2 separate regions of the Mus musculus genome follow, and region 2 is linked to region 1. A link is a contact called in public promoter capture Hi-C data. All regions are on one chromosome and are shown on one strand. Each heading gives the region's core, a stretch centred on a gene start, on an enhancer-like site or on the middle of the called end of the contact. The rest is flanking DNA. Distances are from core to core; before and after follow the strand shown. Region 1 holds the start of Blzf1 (basic leucine zipper nuclear factor 1). Region 2 holds the start of Tada1 (transcriptional adaptor 1).

Region 1 (4,394 bases), core at 994-3,493:
TGTATCAGAGTACATATATAGAAGTCATAGGACAACTTAGGGGAGTTAGTTCTCTCCTTGTATGATACGGGTCCCTTTGTTACTACTTGTTTGGTTTTTGAGACAGGCCTGGAATGTACTAAATAGGATAGGCTGGCCAACCAGTGATCCACCTGTCTCCATCTCTCCAGTGCTGGGATTACAGGCACATGCCACCATGTCTAGCTTTTGTTTTGAGTGCATTTGGGGGACTGAATATAGGTCCTCACGCTTGCAAGACAAGTGCTTCACCAACGGAGCCACCCCCAATGCTGGTTATATACTTATGTCAGTGAACAACCTCCATCCTCCACAGACACTATCACCCTATCGGCCTTTGCCACATACATCTGTCTGCCTGTGCCCAGACTGCACACGGAGGGAAGGACATCTAGCTTCCCCTCCTTTCAAAACATTTTGCTGCTTCTCAGAAAGGACTGACAGCAAATGGAGGGGAGGGGGAACCCTGAGATTTTTAATTAACTGTTTTTAGGCCTCCCCCACCCCACCCCACCCCACCCCCAGCCCCAGTTTTTCTACCAAACAGTAAGAGGACTGTCTCTAAGGTAAGCCTGCATGCCCGGAGAATTCCACTCTTCATGCTCAAGGACCAAGTTTTGATTTTGATGAATCATGAGTCACAGTAAGAAAAGTACTTATATAATAATCAGCTTAGCTGGGCGAGGTGGCGCACGCCTTTGATCCCAGCACTTGGGAGGCAGAGGCAGGCGGATTTCTGAGTTCGAGGCCAGCCTGGTCTACAAAGTGAGTTCCAGGACAGCCAGGGCTATACAGAGAAATCCTGTCTCGAAAAACAAAACAAAACAAAACAAAATCAGCATACACCACACACACACACACACACACACACCAGATCAAATGCTAACTAACTTCATGCCACAAATGGTTACAATAGATGGGAGCAAGAGAAATCAAGAGCAAAACAGATGAACGGTCACTTCCACACTTCCTTCGTTAAAGTAGAAATACGAGGCTACAGAATAGGTAAAATCATTGATTATTTGGAATCCAATACTGAATACATTGCCTCTTAGATTCTGTCAAGTGCCTAGAAAGGAGAAAAGAGGGAGGAAAGAGATTGGGTCTGTGAAGTAAAGGTTTGAAAAGGTCTCTTTGGTACCAAAGGACCAGATTGGTTAACAAAAAGGACTGCTGAACGTCAGTCAATGAGAAAGCCTCATTGTGCAGATGCCTCTTGCTAAGTCACAGCTACACCCACCTGAAGGCAACATTTTGCTCTGTCCCGTCCACCACGCACAAGTGCAGAGATGACTAAAGATGAGTTAACTAGAACTCTGTGCACTAGAGCAATGGGTACATTAAAACCATCTAAAGGCTTATTAAAACGCAAAGTATCAAGCCCCATTCCTATTCAGTCATAATTTATGGTGGTGTTGGTGAATGCTAGAACTCTCCAAGTAATCCTGAAAAACATACCTGCTAAAACACAGTGATCTGGAAAGTATGAAATGAACTAGACGCTGAGCCAGCAGACAGCTATTACTAAGCGGTCCTGGTAGGAGATGCAAGGTAGAACTCCACCGCTTGGGAGAACTGACTCCAGCACTCAGGGAGATTCAGATCCAAGTTAGTGTTGAGACAGCACCACGTCGATAAGGGTCTGCAAGCTTGAAAAACGAAAAAGATAAACAATGCAAGCTTATAAACGGTTTATTCGAAATAATTCTCATCGGGTTTTCTTAGATTCCATATCACCCCCATTTACTTTCTGTTACATTGCTCTAGCTTGAGGTCTTAGTGGCGCTAAAATGGAAATTAGGGTGCTGCAAGAAAAGGGGTGCGCAGAGGCAGAAGGAACTGCTCCTAGCGAGGTAAGAGGTGATGAAAGGCGGGGTGCCCAATCGCCCAAAGACTTGGATGTTCCGTAACCAGGGTCTCGGAGCCTTTCATAGGGCCTCCCTATAACACTTACCATAGTTTGTAGATCTCAGCACAGGAAATAGATTCCTGTACACAGGAAGACTACACCACCACCAATGATCCGGTTACTCTGGCAACGCAAGCCCCGCCTTCCTCCAGCCACTGCTTCGAAGACGCCGCCTCGAAGCTGCTTCGTCTCCATTGGCTGGGAGTAATTAGGCCCCGCCCATTCACTCAAAGATCCACCCTTTGCCTCATCGCCTGGGGCAACGCGACGCCACCTTCTCCGTTCCAACGCGTTCACTTCCGTCTGGCTGGTAGTGACCCGGAAGTTTAAGCGTCCATACCGCTTGCATTATCTATTGGTACTTTTTTTTTAAGTAGATATCTTCCAGTTTTCGCTTTCCGAGCCGATACATAGTAGACCCTGTCTCTCTTCATTTTACACACAGCACGAAGTGTCAGTTGGTCCTTGTCCTTCAGAAGAGCATTCCGGAAATGAAACCCTGTGTAATAGGAAGTGATTAGAGTGAGCGAGGCGCTGCGTGTCAGGGAGGCTTGGGCGGGTTGGCTTCCGAGTGCCAGGGGAGTTTACAAGTCAGCCGGCTGCTGAGCGAGTGAAGAGCCTGAGCGGTGGACATTGAAGTAAGGATATCACAGGTAAGTCCTGGAGCCGGCCCGTGTGCCGGACGCGGTGGGAAGAGGATGGTCTGGGCTGGAGTTCGGCAGCCATTGGTTTGGGATTTAAAGGTTGTTCTGGGAAGAGGCTCCTCCTGACAGGGACAAACTTGGGCTCATACTCCTGGGGAATGAGGCTGACAGGCTTAATTTTTCCACCTCCTCTCCTTTTAAACTCGGCACCCATGCCTCCCCACACCTTCACCCGGTGTTTCTTAGACAAGGACACTTGCTCATCGGCATCGCATGGTCCCAGCGAAGTTTCTGACTTTAAAGTCTCTGTTTGCCATTGGATAGAGTTTCAGGATGCATTCCCAGGGCAAGGATTTGTGATGTTCAGGAAGTTAGACCGGGTACTGAATCGTATACATCTAGGAACAGTCAGCTTTTAGGACGTGTGGTCACCTATTCTACAGTCTAGACTCCAGAGACCACTTAAACCTATGCCTGGGTTTTCATTATTTAACAGGTATACATTACAGCCCGTCAAAAGGAAATAATGAAGAACGTGGGTACTAAAGACAGAAACAATTAAAAAATAACTTTTAAAGTAGATGCATTCTCTGAATATATTGTTATTGCTTTAATTCTTTCGTATGTATACATCTCTAGGTCTTCGGTGAAAGTCTTGGATTGTATTCTCATTAGTTATGGAAAAAATGACTACCCTTAAAAGTTCGGAAAACAAAGGTAAGTGTTTTTGTTTTGATAATAATTGATTTGGTTTTTTGTTTGATTGGTTGCTTTTTTGGTTTGGGGGGGAGGGTTGTGTTTTGGGTTTATTTTGGAGTAGGAGGGCGTTATTTGAGACAGGGTTTCTCTGGGTTGCCTTGGCTGCCCTAGAACTCATTGGCCTTGAACTCAGAGAGCTCCCCCTTGATTATCTAGTAAGGCAGGTAATACAACTGTTCGTTTTATTTTTACTACACTGTAACTATTGTTAGTGAAAACAGATGTTTGTGCTACATGGATCAATGAAAACTATACCTATATTTGATGTCACTTGTCTGCATCCTTTAACTGTCTCGGGAGAGCAATGTGATTGTCAGTATAACAACAGAACTTTCTCTCAAGCATGTGAATAGCACTGCCATCATAGGAGGGGTGGACCATTACCTATAGGGCTCATCGCAAACCTAAAATAAACAATTTAACTAAATATTAAAATTGTAGACTTGTACATTAAAAATACAGTGATGACAGTTAATTTAGCAAACAGATAGTAAGGTCTGGGGCATTTAAATAATAAGGATCAGGTGGAAATGATTCTATGAACAAATGAATTTGGAAATGCTGGGTTGGATTGGTTATACAGGCATTTCTTAGCACTGTTAGGAAACCAGTGTATACTGTGAAACACCAGAAGCTGTGCTTCATGCATAAGTGTGCACACGCATTTGATCAAGCAACTGTTTATCCAGAGCCTAGAGAACAGAGGTTCTCAATATGTGGGCCATGACCCCCACGTATCAGATATTTGCATTACATATATACAAAACAGTAGCATAATTATAGTTCTGAAGTAGCAACGAAGTGTGCTGTTGGGGTCACCACCACACGGGGTGCTGTATTAAAGGATCTCAGCGTTCGGAAGGTTGGGGACCACTGGACTGGAGGAGAGGGCTGGGGATCACCTTTATAAAGGTTAATATGATTGTCGGTAGCATACTTTTCTAATGGAATAGCTAAACTTTACTAGGTGATAATGGTGACATTGAAAACACTAAAGCTGGGCCTTGTGGCACAGGCTTGTGATTCCAGCTACTTGGGAGGCTGAGACAGGAGGATCACAAATT
Region 2 (4,394 bases), core at 801-3,300, 2.1 Mb before region 1:
TGACAGATACATAAAATTTGGAATCAGCACCCATATTTGTGCAACATCACAGTCAGCTCTGGCCATTACAAATGGATCAAAGACTGCAAAGGTTTCTGTCATGCCTGAGTTTGCTAAGTGAGTCTGGAAGGAAGGCACAGTTACTCTGGCCAGAGTTAGAGTCATGGCCTTCACAAGTCATAGCCTGCAGATTTAGCTCCGTGTGAAACCATTCACTTCCAAAACCCTGTGAGCGTGGAAAAAGAGACAAGTCTCCCAATAGGCTTTTTAACCGTAAGCCTCACCAAACAGTATTATAAAAGTACACAACCATTCTAACGAAGCCAAAGGCTGCCATTTTTACCTATTTAAATTTAATTTAATTTCCTCCTTGCATCTCAGGTGGTCCTTCACCCATGGCGCTTGGTGTGACAGTCTTGAGGCAGGACTATCAAACTGAAAACATCACAAACGTAAAAAACGCAAAAGAGTCCCTCACCCCACTCAGCTTGCAGCCTCTTACCAGCTAACATCGAAAATTCCAACACAACTAACAATCTCTGTCTAAGGCCTCCCTCCTTCTCGCTTCCAGGCTGTAAAACCGCAGTTGTCTGGTCATCTGGACAGAGAAACCCCTTGTGCAACTTTAATGTCGCCTGGTTTTACTCTACCAGACTTTATAAGCTTGTCCACCTCATCAGCAAAAAGAGAAAAAAGAAAAAGAAACTTGTACAAAATTCTTGGGTGTAACAAGACAGCTGCCAAAACGCACAACTTGTGACTCTCCATTGAGAAGTCCACATCTGGGTATGTCTTATTTCCCTGGGCATCTCTTTTTAATTCCGGTGCTTAAAAATCTACAAATAATAATACTTATTATTTATTTATTTATTTATTTATTTAAAGCCTTTTAAAGAGGGGTTCCGACGAGGAGCTTGCACCTAAGCTTTTCTGACGGCCTTTCTATTAACACCACCTCTGCTTCACGGGCTGCTCTTGTCAATCATTTCAACTTCAGTGCCAGGAAATACGGGTTTGCCAGAATTGAAGTTCCCCCAAAAGATCGAGGCTCCTCCTCCGGCTGCCGCAGGCTACTGCTTATAGAGCTGTCACTCTGCCCCAGTCCCTGCTGACAGCCCGGCGGTGTGGGGAACGGGAGGACTTTCCAAGTAACCCCTGAAAAGCATCACACGGCGGGAACCAGAAGCCTCAGTCCCATCCTTGGGCAGTGACTTTGGGGGAATAAGTAATCTCTGTCTCTCGAGTACGAACTGTGCCGATCTCAGGTCTGAGGATTGGCTGGCCCGTGTGGAACACTGGGAAAGGCGTCCTACGGCCGGCTAGGCAGCCGCCCCCTTGGATGCTGTGGTTGTAAGGTGGGTGACCGACCGACTTCACTTGGGGTCTCTGTGCCTTCCGAACCCGCTTTCACAGCTCTTCTAGCTGGCCCCTGAGCAACGCGGGCCTCCGCCTCCGGGAAGCCCTCCGGGCCCCCCCACCCCGCCCCGGCGCGCCCCCCGCTCTACCGACTCCGGGGCGCCTAGGGCGCTGCTCCCGCCCCCACGCGGGTATCACCGGTGTCGGGACGCCCAGGAGAAAGTCCTCCAGCGCCTCGAGTCCCGGCGGAGCCCGCACGGGAGCCGTGGCGGCCGCGAGACGCCTACGGCCTCCGGGAGGTGAAGAGAGTCCAGGGACTACGGCAGCCCCGAGCTTGGGGCACACCCACGGACAGGCCCGGAGGCTGGTCCCCGCGGCTCTTACTGTTTCACGTTGTCCCCCAGCGCCTCGCTCAAGTTCTTCTTGGCTGCCTCCAGCTCGCTCACAAAGGTCGCCATTGCAGCGCGCGTCTTTCAGCCCGACCGTAGACCGCGCGGCCCACGGCCACCAGCAACCGAAAGATCAACGCGGCGGAAGGCCTGCGCGCCGGACGCTGGAGGCTCGACTCGACTCGATTCCACTCGGCTCGGCTCGGCTCGGTTCGGCTCGGCTCGGCTCGGTTCGGCTCGGCTCGGCTCGGCTCGGCTCCGCTCGGCTCGGCTCGGCTCCGCTCGGCTCGGCTCGGCTCGGCTCTGCTCGGCGGCCCCGCCCCCATCCGCTAGGGAGACGTTGCGTGGGTTTGGTTCTTGGCCCCGCCGTCTCGCAGTTGGGAAAGCACCCAGCCAAACTCCCTTCGCCAACTCCCGCCTCTTGGCTCACGTGACCCGCTTCCCCTGGTGGGCGCGTGCCCAACCTACGCCCGCCTGCCCGCCCGCGGCGGCCCCCGGGGCGCGAACTTGACCGCCCCGCCCGCCCTCCGGCCAGGCCCCGCCCTGACTGCAGGTCAGCTCTTCCCAGAAGGAAGAGCTCAGGTCCCCGAGTGCATGCAATATCTAATTTATCCTCTTGTCCTCATTTTTTTGCCAAGTGCTCACCACCTATTGTGACATTTAGTTGGTCGATCTCGTTTTCTGCCTCCTGCAACTAAAACGAGAGCTGCCTGAAGGCAGGATTTATGTTACTCAAGTTCTGAACATTCACTATTGACAGATCAAATAAAAATAATTCCCAAGCAGGACTACCAAAGGTCCTAGGGGAGGTAACAGGAGGAGTCTCAGCAGCTAGTTAGCCTGACCCACAGAGGAAAAGACGCAAAGAACCTCGTTTCAAGTCAAGGTCAAGTGGAAGGACCCACAAGCTAGCTTGTCCTCTCTCAAATTCCAAATTCACACTCGAATATGCACATATATACTACACTAGGAAGCCATAGCTGTGTTCAGCTTAAAACTTTTTAAAGCCTACTTTTAAAGTCTCTCTCTCTCTCTCTCTCTCTCTCTCTCTCTCTCTCTCTCTCTCTCTCTCTCTCGTTTTGACAGAGTGGCCTCTTAACTCACATAGATCCAACTGCCTCTAGTGCTGGCTGGGACTAAAGGCATGGGTCACCATGCCCAGCTTGTTTGTTCTTGAAATAGGGTCTCTCTTTGTAGCCCTGGCTATCTGACACCAGGCTATTATTTTGCCTTAATGTTCATGTTTGTTTGTTTGTTTTTTGAGACAGGGTTTCTCTGTATAGCCCTGGCTGTCCTGGAACTCACTTTGTAGAACAGGCTGGCCTTGAACTCAGAAATCCACCTGTCTCTGCCTCCCAAGTGCTGGGATTAAAGGCATGTGCCACCACTGCCCGGCTAATGTTCATACTTTTAATGACAGCATAATTTTTTAAAGATTTTGTTTTTAGGTAGATGTCGTTGTGAGTGAATTTACAGGTGGTTGTGAGCAGCGGGCCCTGTTAAATACTGCACAGATAAGATGCATACAATGACTTCTTTCCTGTCTATTAAACTGGGGTTTTCTCCTGTATTAAAAGAAATATTTTAACAAGCATCTTTATGCAGATTCTCCTCATTTGTAATTATTACTTTAGGACAGAATCCTGTAAGAGAATCATGGGATCGGGTGGCAGGAATCGTTATGAATGTCTCGTCCCTGTGGTCAAGCGCCTCCCAGTTTTTAAAATAATCCTCCCTATATTCAAAAGGAAGCCCCAGTTTAAACCCAGCAGCCTTCCGGGTGCTTGCAGAAGTGGTCAGGCTGCTCACTTTTCATCACGTGCATTTAACGGCCTCTGCTGCACACCTGATACCCAGTCCCTTCCAGTAGGGTGGGTGACTGGGGGCGGATAATATTACTCTTAAATATTGCCCACTTTCTGCAATTTATTTCCATAGGCCAACACAACAAAAAAGGAAGATACCCACTGGTTTATTTTTCATAGCAGCTTTTAATTTACTATTATTTATTCATTCATTTATTTATTTACATGCGTATGTGTGTAGGGACTCAAGGGTCACAGCCCACGTGTGAGGTCAAAGAACAAAGGACTCAGGTCTGCCCTTCTGCCACGTGTGTTCCAGCAAGTGAGCTCGTGATCAGGCTCGGTGAGGAGCACCATTACCACCGAGCCCTTTCACCACCTGATTTCATATAACTATTTTACTTGCATATTTATAAAAGCTTTGTCTCTGTTTATTTCTCAGTTTTCAGCATCTTAAACAGCATTGTTTTTGCTTTAGCATATTTTTTGGAAGAACACAACAAGAGATCTACCTGTAACAGATTTTGTAACTGTGTATCACTGTGTGTACAACAATGTATAAGAAGATCTCTAGAGTCTACTTAGTTACTTCCCATTTCTCCTTCTCCCAGCCCCTACTAACCTTTCACTCTATGAATTTGATTACTTTAAATTCCTCCTATGAATGAAATTGTGGCATACTTTTTTTAATGTTGTGTCTTTATTTCACATAGTATGTCCTCAAGATGCAACTGAACTGTGTTGTCACACTTTGTATTCATATATATGAATGACTTATATATGACATATATATATATATATACACACACACACACACACACACACACACACACACACACATAGG

Evidence for each region. Promoter capture Hi-C pulls out the DNA fragments that hold promoters and counts their contacts.
Region 2: a contact with region 1 is called in a promoter capture Hi-C map of pre-B cells, with 2.0 times the contacts expected there. The contact joins the promoter of Tada1 here to the promoter of Blzf1 in region 1. A contact is called at or near these places in 5 of 39 promoter capture datasets (the HPC-7 cell line, hippocampal neurons, liver and 2 more) and 1 of 9 other capture datasets (adipose tissue).

The regions. Positions count from the first base shown.
Region 1 is chr1:164,305,333-164,309,726 of GRCm38.p6, reverse strand. It overlaps Blzf1 (basic leucine zipper nuclear factor 1), which reads left to right and starts at 2,243. Exons shown (of 7, transcript NM_001160209.1): 1 at 2,243-2,580; 2 at 3,211-3,288. The coding sequence starts at 3,249. It overlaps Nme7 (NME/NM23 family member 7), which reads right to left and starts at 2,055. Exons shown (of 14, transcript NM_138314.4): 1 at 1,973-2,055; 2 at 1,477-1,667.
Region 2 is chr1:166,376,823-166,381,216 of GRCm38.p6, reverse strand. Tada1 (transcriptional adaptor 1) reads right to left here and starts at 2,050. Exons shown (of 8, transcript NM_030245.3): 1 at 1,741-2,050. The coding sequence starts at 1,814.